Regions from separate parts of the Mus musculus genome. Here region 1 is linked to region 2. A link is a contact called in public promoter capture Hi-C data. All regions are on one chromosome and are shown on one strand. The core of a region is the stretch at or near the end of the contact, and the rest is flanking DNA. Distances in the headings are between cores, read along the strand shown.

The links. Promoter capture Hi-C pulls out the DNA fragments that hold promoters and counts their contacts.
Region 1: a contact with region 2 is called in a promoter capture Hi-C map of liver, with 3 times the contacts expected there. The contact joins two enhancer-like sites. A contact is called at or near these places in 5 of 39 promoter capture datasets (the 3T3-L1 cell line, hippocampal neurons and liver), 13 of 484 Hi-C or Micro-C datasets (the 3T3-L1 cell line, the N1E-115 cell line, Sertoli cells and 8 more) and 4 of 115 datasets of contacts at active chromatin or transcription factors (embryonic fibroblasts, large pre-B cells, microglia and 1 more).

What each region holds. Positions count from the first base shown.
Region 1 is chr6:145,358,948-145,362,848 of GRCm38.p6, reverse strand. No RefSeq gene overlaps it. Among named protein-coding and RNA genes, the nearest start is that of Gm38926, 12 kb to the right of the region's middle. Within about 2 kb of position 1,543, at least 42 of the 459 cell types and tissues checked have an H3K27ac peak or open chromatin away from gene starts, as enhancers often do. A contact at or near this core is called in the N1E-115 cell line and liver, where this site is marked.
Region 2 is chr6:145,597,926-145,601,277 of GRCm38.p6, reverse strand. All of the region lies in intron 1 of Gm38475 (a long non-coding RNA gene), which reads left to right. Among named protein-coding and RNA genes, the nearest start is that of Gm38475, 15 kb to the left of the region's middle. Within about 2 kb of position 1,852, at least 27 of the 459 cell types and tissues checked have an H3K27ac peak or open chromatin away from gene starts, as enhancers often do. A contact at or near this core is called in the N1E-115 cell line and liver, where this site is marked.

The DNA.
Region 1 (3,901 bases), core at 294-2,793, 240 kb after region 2:
TTATATGTTACAAACCGTTGTGTTTGACGGTCTATTCGAAGCTTTCTCTTATGGAAGCACAATAGTCTAATTATGGGGAAAAAAAAGACTTCCCATGCTTCCTACCGCAGCGCGTATCAAACCACATTGAATTAAACCAACACACACATCCAGTGATGTGCAAACGGTTCTGTCTGTAATGAACAGTAAAATCACGTATGTATCAAAGAATTGTTTCCGAAACCTGAAGGCTTTTACCCTAAGTAAACATTTGACTTACGTACCTGTTACATCTGCTTATACACACAGGGTAGCAAAAGTTTCTCAGACAAGAAAGGGTCATGAACAGAAAACATTCGAAGCCCTGCTCTGATGAAGGAAGGTGGACACGTATTTATTCGAAAGGATCACAATCCTGTTCTCCAGAGCTGTCAAAACGACAGCTGGTCTGGGCTCGAGCACTCCCTGACAGCCTTCCTCAGGCCTTCACAGATGATCAAGCATGCTTCCAGAAACTTCCCTCGCTCTGTCCCTCGTGTATTCAAGCCCGGGTGGACTCTGGAGCTTTTTCCAGCCTCCCACAGATCTCCCCTCTTACCTCTCATTCAAAGGCTGACAAACTAAAGCTCACAGGAACGAAATCTAGTCTGCGGCCGACCGCATGAACTCAGCTTCACTTTGAGTTTTTAAATGCTGGGTGGGCGGTACACACGTGGTCCGTGATGTTTAAAACAGTTTTACCTTTGGCCCAAAATATTCATTGACCCTCGTTTCTTACAGTGATGGCTTACTCTCATACAAATATTAGCCTATTTAATGCCATCTTGCCATCCTCAGCTGAGAGGAGGGATCTGGCTAACAGGTGGTTGGAGGAACACACAGCCTCGTGGAGACTTGGGATTGGCTCCAGTGCCATCGTGTAGGGGAAGCTAATGGCATCCTGGTTACTAGATAGGCTGCAGCTAAGTCCTGGAAGGCCTTGGCAACTTGGACTTTACAGTTGCAGGTCCAGTAGCAACTTGAGAAAGTAATCCACTGGAGGAGATTGTGGTGGCAGAGATGGCAATCCGGGCATACAGGAAAAGATGCCCTGGGGTAGCAGAAGCAGCCGCTGCTAAGTTTTGCCCTGAACCACCGTGAGTGGTGAGCTGTTGTTGCGGTGTATTGCAAAGCTGGAGTTCCAGACGACACCACTGCTCACTCACAGGGCGCTCATTTTGCCTGTAGTGGAAAGGCAGCGAGAGGAGTTGTGAGTCGGGCACGAGATCTAAGGGACTCAGAACTCCAGGGCCATGTGAGTTTGCTGCAGAGCAAGTGTGAGGGACAATGACAGCCCTGATTGGGGGAGGGGGCCTGGATGGATGCTGACTCTGCAGTTTCCTGTGGCTTCTGTGTCCCTACCTAATGTCATAGCTTCACCTGCCAACCTGACACAAACTTAGAGAGGCTGGGGGAAGGGAGCTTCAGTTGAGAAATCGCCTCCATCAGATTGGCCTGTGGGAGTGTTTGCAGGGCATTTTCTTGATTGCTAGTTGTTGGAGGAAGGCCCCGCCCACTGTGGGCGGCACCATCTCTAGGCAGGCAGTCCATCCAGGTCAGAAAGGTAGCTGAATGTGAGCCAGTGAGCAGCCAGTGGCAGCGCTCCTGCATGGCCTCCGCTTCAGCTCCAGCCTCAGGTTGACTTAGTCAGGGTGCTATCGCAGTAACAGAAAGTAACGTAGGAAATCTAGTAAGCACCAGCACTTCCACTGTTCTGGAAGATTCTACAGAAGTCGTTCCCTACCTGTGGCCGATAGACCAACCAGCAGTCTCCCTCCAGTCCTCAGGCCAATTCCTAGAACTAAATCCAAGCAGAACCTGTGTGAGCCTGTGTTAGAGCCTGCTACGGGGCTAATGTGTGAGCCTGAAGGATGGTGACACGGCCCAGCATTCACTGAAAGGAGGCAGAGATTGCCCCTGGAGTCATCGTTGAGGTTTTCCTCAAAAGCATGAAGCTTATGGCTAGACAGCAGCTTTGGATGCGCCCTCAGAATGCAGACACGCTTGCCACCTCTGTAACCTCTAAATGGAGACATGGAATGTGCTTTCCTGTGCATGTGTGTGCGTGCAGAATATGTATATATGGTACACGGGAAATAAATAGCTTAAGCTAGATACCAGAAAGATCCCTCGCTGCTCTGGGGTCTGGAAGCAAATGACAGGAAAGTGTGATTGGGAAAGTAAAATTGTTTAACCGGCTCAGAAATTAAAACAAAACAAAACAAAACAAACAAACAAACAAAAAAAAAAAACCAACTAAGGCGTTTCCAAGTGCGGGAAACATTCCAAACAGGATGTACAGGAGTGTGCGAGGTGCCTGGGGAAAGGAAGCATTTGGGAGAAATTGGAACTACATTTTACAATGATTTATTTATTTTGTTAATGGAGTACACTCAAGGTTTGTATGTATCTGAGGTGAGTGGAAACACAAGTCCATATAAACTGTAAGTAGAGTAGCTTTTAAATTTCCGTTTTTATTTACTGACGGAAAGGAAGTAATTTAAAGTTATTTAAAACACACACAACAAAGAAACACTAGACAATTTTCTGCTTCCTTCCTGTTGATCTCACTGCCAACAGTGCCCTCTAGTGGTGAACTGAGAAGACGTTGGTGGAGGAGGGAAAAAACATTACCGGAATTTTCATGAAAACGTAAACTTTTACAATTCCACTTGGTAACTGAATGCTATATTTGGCAAGAAAAAAAATGAATCTTTGCAGAGGTTCACAGCAGATAGCTTAAGACGTGGGCGTTTCAACGTCAGCTTTCCTTAGTGGCTCTCCTGAGTGCATGCCCATCTGTGCGTGTAAATGCCCTCGAGGCTGCCTTTGGGGCGAGTCTGGGCCACAGCTTCTATTGTGTACCTTAAAACGAACAGAATCCACTTTTATGAGGGATACAATCGTTCTCCCCGAACTTGTGCTTCAACCTTAATCACTTCCAAGAACAACACAGTGTTCTTGCAGGATCTCACCTGGCCCCAACTCATCGAACAAACCAAGCCCCATTTTCTTAGAATGATTCAGACGCTCCCCTCCCCCGACCCCCACCCCCGCAAAAAGCAGTCATCACAACAGGCTACAGCCCGGGTTACAGAATGAAGTCGCGCTAACCCTGGCTCTGCCTAGAGCTTCTAGAGCAGCTACTTCTGAAATAAAGATGGGAGGTGGCTTCCCGGGCGCCACTCTAACGCCAGGCAACCGCTGGGCCATGAGCTCTGAGGCTTCAGCTCTGAACATGGTTCTCTGCCCTAAGCCCCTGGTCCAAAGATCCAAAGCACAGTACTTGTCTGTTTTAGGAGATGTTGGTACATACAGGCTGTTTTATGAGCATTCTGACATTCCGACTGTACCCCCTTTGATGTCTTCAATAGCACCCTTTGTCATAAGTGCCCAAAACGTGTCACTCACTGGCTGTCATGTTGGACAGAATTGGACACTCTTTCACTACAGGGGGACATCCTTGGTCTAGAATCATCTTCAAGCCCTGGCCCTAAAGAAACTCCTGAAAATTGTACTTTATAGGAGCAAAAGTTATTAAGCAACACACCGTCTAGCAATCAAAGAGAATGTCCTTAGTGCTTGGACAGACAGGTTCCACTCACATTCTAGACCGATACCCTAAGAAGAACGCATTCTTTATGAGGCATTTTTGCCAAAACACATAAACTGAATCTAACCATGAGGAAACTTCTGACACGAAGTGAAAGAGAGTCTGCAAAATAATTGGCTTGTCCTTTCCAAAATGCCAAGGTCATCAAAGAGAAAGGAAGGCTAGAGTTGAACCACAGGAGGGGAGACTCGAGAGACATGACAGTTAAATGAATCACAAGATCCTAAGTTAGGTCTAAACCACGGAAGGCATTAGCTACAGCCCAAAGTC
Region 2 (3,352 bases), core at 603-3,102:
AACACATAAGCCTGTGGGAACATTGCACATTAAACCATGCCTAGCAGATTTGCATGTAGGGGGTTATTGTGGACATCCTGAAAGAAGCAGGGGTAAATCAGAGGAGTTGAACTCATACAGGTTCCCCAAGTGCCATGGCTGATCCCACAGAGAGCTTGAAAGCTAATACTAGGTGTGCTGGCTAGTTTTATGTCAACTTGACACAAGCTAGAATTATCTGAGAGGAGGGAACCTCAACTGAGAAAATGCCTCCACAACATCAGGCCATAGGCAATGTAGAGCATTTTCTTAGTGATTAATGTGGGAGGGCCCAGCCCACTGTGGGTGGTGCCACCCCTGTGCTGGGGGTCCTGGGTTCTATAAGAAAGCAAGTTGAGTAAGCCATGGGAAGCAAGCCAGAAAGCAGCACCTCTCCATGGCCTCTGCATCAGCTCCTGCCTCCAGGTTCCTGCCCTGCATGAGGTCCTGCCCTGACTTCCTTTGACAATGAACAAATGGTGTGGAACTCTTAAGTTGCTTTGGTCAAGATGTTTCATCAGAGTAATAGTAACCACACCTAAGACGCTCGGTCTTCAGGGCCGCCCTCCTGAAGCTGTTCCCCAGGGCCTGCAGGCCAGGATCCATGGCAAGCATCACAGTTGTATAAACATCTTCTTCATGGGCTGGGGAGCTAGCTCAGCTGGAGTGTGCCTTGCAATCATGAGGAGCCTCCGACCCTACTTGCTTACTTGTGAGCTCTACTCCAGTGAGAAGATGGTGTGTGTGTTCACGAGTGTGGTACACGTGTGTCAGTATGGTGCATGTGTGTGGCAGCACCTGAGGATGGCACCACAGGTTGTCCTTTGATCTGTACACACACACAAATACCATACACAGGAACACACACACACTCACCACACATACACACAAACACATGAACACATGCACCACACACATATGCACACACATGCACTACACACACAGAGAGAGAAACAAATGTACCACACACAGGAACACGCATACACACATGTATCATACATACACATATATACCACACACACAGGAAAACATACATACATGCACCATACATATGCACCATATACATACATGCACCACACATACGCATATATACCACACTCATGAACACACACATGAACACACACTAACACACACACATTAAATGAAATTGAAAATTCTGTTTCGTGCTTGTACATAGCCAATTTTCAAATGTCAGTAACCCTGAGTGATGAGTGGCTCTTGTCGTGAGCAGCAGAGATGTGGATTATTTGGTTTTCATTGAAAGTTCTCTGGACAGTTCTGTTGCGACGTCATACTATGTAGGTTTCCTTAGTAATTCCAACCCTGCCTACCTGCTGAGGGACAATGGTTTAACTTCTGTCTCTTGCTTTTCTCATCTGGAAGATGAGGCTCTGGCTTTTGGTGCCTTATTTTGCCCTTTGTCCACACCACCTACTGTGTGCTGTAAGCTCAGCTAACTCTTAGTAAGTGCCTTATTTTTCAACAAAGTTGAACTCACACAAGTACTTAAGAACTCACATTCGTTGATGTTTTAGTAGGAATAGTAGTAGATTTGGGATTTGCTAACATCTATAGAGACTTATAATTTGGTCTAAGGACCATCAGGCAAAGGATTTAAAATAGATAATAGATGGGAATAGCCAAAAATGAATAATGACTTCACAGGTTGTGATAAGAAGGAAAGAGAAACGAGGAAGTCAGGTTGGTAGATCTGAGCAAGAGCTTGCTCAGAAACATTTTCCTGCCTCAGCATTTTGTCACAGGCAAGTCCTGAAGCCCTGGATGGAATTATCTTGGCTAGAACTTCCGTGCTAGAGTAAACAGAAATCTGAGTGTGTCAACAAATCATTTAATTAATCAGAGTGGGCGGGCTTGAAGGCAGAGCAGTGGCCTTGCTGAGATAACATGACTGACAGCTCAGCTGTGGTTCGAGGGAGAGTGAGGCCTTGCAAATACTGGGGACTAGAGCACAGACTCAGGGTGGGGGTGCTGTGAAACCAGAAACCAGAAGTGAGGTTAGCAAAACAGACCCGTGCTACTCAAGGAAGTATACATTTGAACGGACCTCTGAGCTCAAGCATAAATTTAAAAGCAGAGCTCCAAGCCATCATTTCAGATGGGCAGAGATCAGGAGCGGGATGGAGATGGTTTTAAGAAGGGGCTCGGATCTGCACCCCAGTGTGCAAGTAGCAGCTACAGTAAAGCAAACGGGACCTGAGATATAAATGCTGCAGGGGAGCAGATGGCCAAAGCATTTAGCCTGCCTGGGTGCCAGTTCTGGGTACGCCTTATGCTTCATTCCAAGTCAGCAGATATTAAGACATCTCAATGCATTAAACAGGCTGCGTAGCCCAACTCACCACTTCATAATCATCAAGTTGGAGGGAATTAGACTGGGCGGGGTGTATGCAAATGTGTCAGCAGTGTTGAATGGAGAGAGTAAGGTCAGCTGGCTCTCTGGATCTTCCTTACCAGCGATACCCCGCACACTCTTCATCTAGACCGGTGCTTCTCAGCCTTCCTAACGCTGTGACCGTTAATGCAGCCCCTCGTGTTGTGGTGACCCCAACCATAAACTTTTTTTCTTTGCTGCTTTATACCTGTGATTTGTTACTGTTATCAATCATAATGCAAATCTCTGTGTTCTCTGATGGTCTTAGGTGACCCCCATGAAAGGGCTGTTCAACCCCCAAAGTGGTCACAACCCATTTAACCCTCTGACCAGCTTAAAATGGCTACCTACTTCCAAAAAGGCAACAAAGAAAATTGTATTTTAGAAACACTTTGATTAAAGGTGACAGTGTCTTCAAGTAGGGTTTGTATGTGAAAGGTGTCCTATTGGACTTGGGCCTGTCACTTACCCTATGCCCCTATCAATTCAGTGGGCTCGCTATGATCAGCAGGCCATCGATTGTGCCAGACGCTATTGAGCTGCCTTTTCTGTGCACATTTGCTTGGCGAGCTCAAGGTTTTCTTTCTTTTTTTTCCTTTTTTTTTTTTTTTGACATAGTCAGAAGGGATATATTGTTAACTATCTGAGTGAAAGTGCAATAAAAATTGTAAGTAATAAAATATATATTATAGTGTCTTAGTGTTACATGGAATTTTTCTTTTTCCTTTTTAAAATTTTTTATTGGTTATTTTGTTTATTTACATTTCAAATGTTATCACCCTTCCTGGTTTCCTCTCTAAGAATCTCCCATACCCCCCCCCACCCCCGCCTCCACGAGGGTGCTCCCCCACCCACACTCCCACTCCTGCCACACCGCCCTAGGAGTCCTCTATGCTGGGGCATTGAGCCCTCACAGGACCAAGGGCCTCCCCTCCCTTTGAT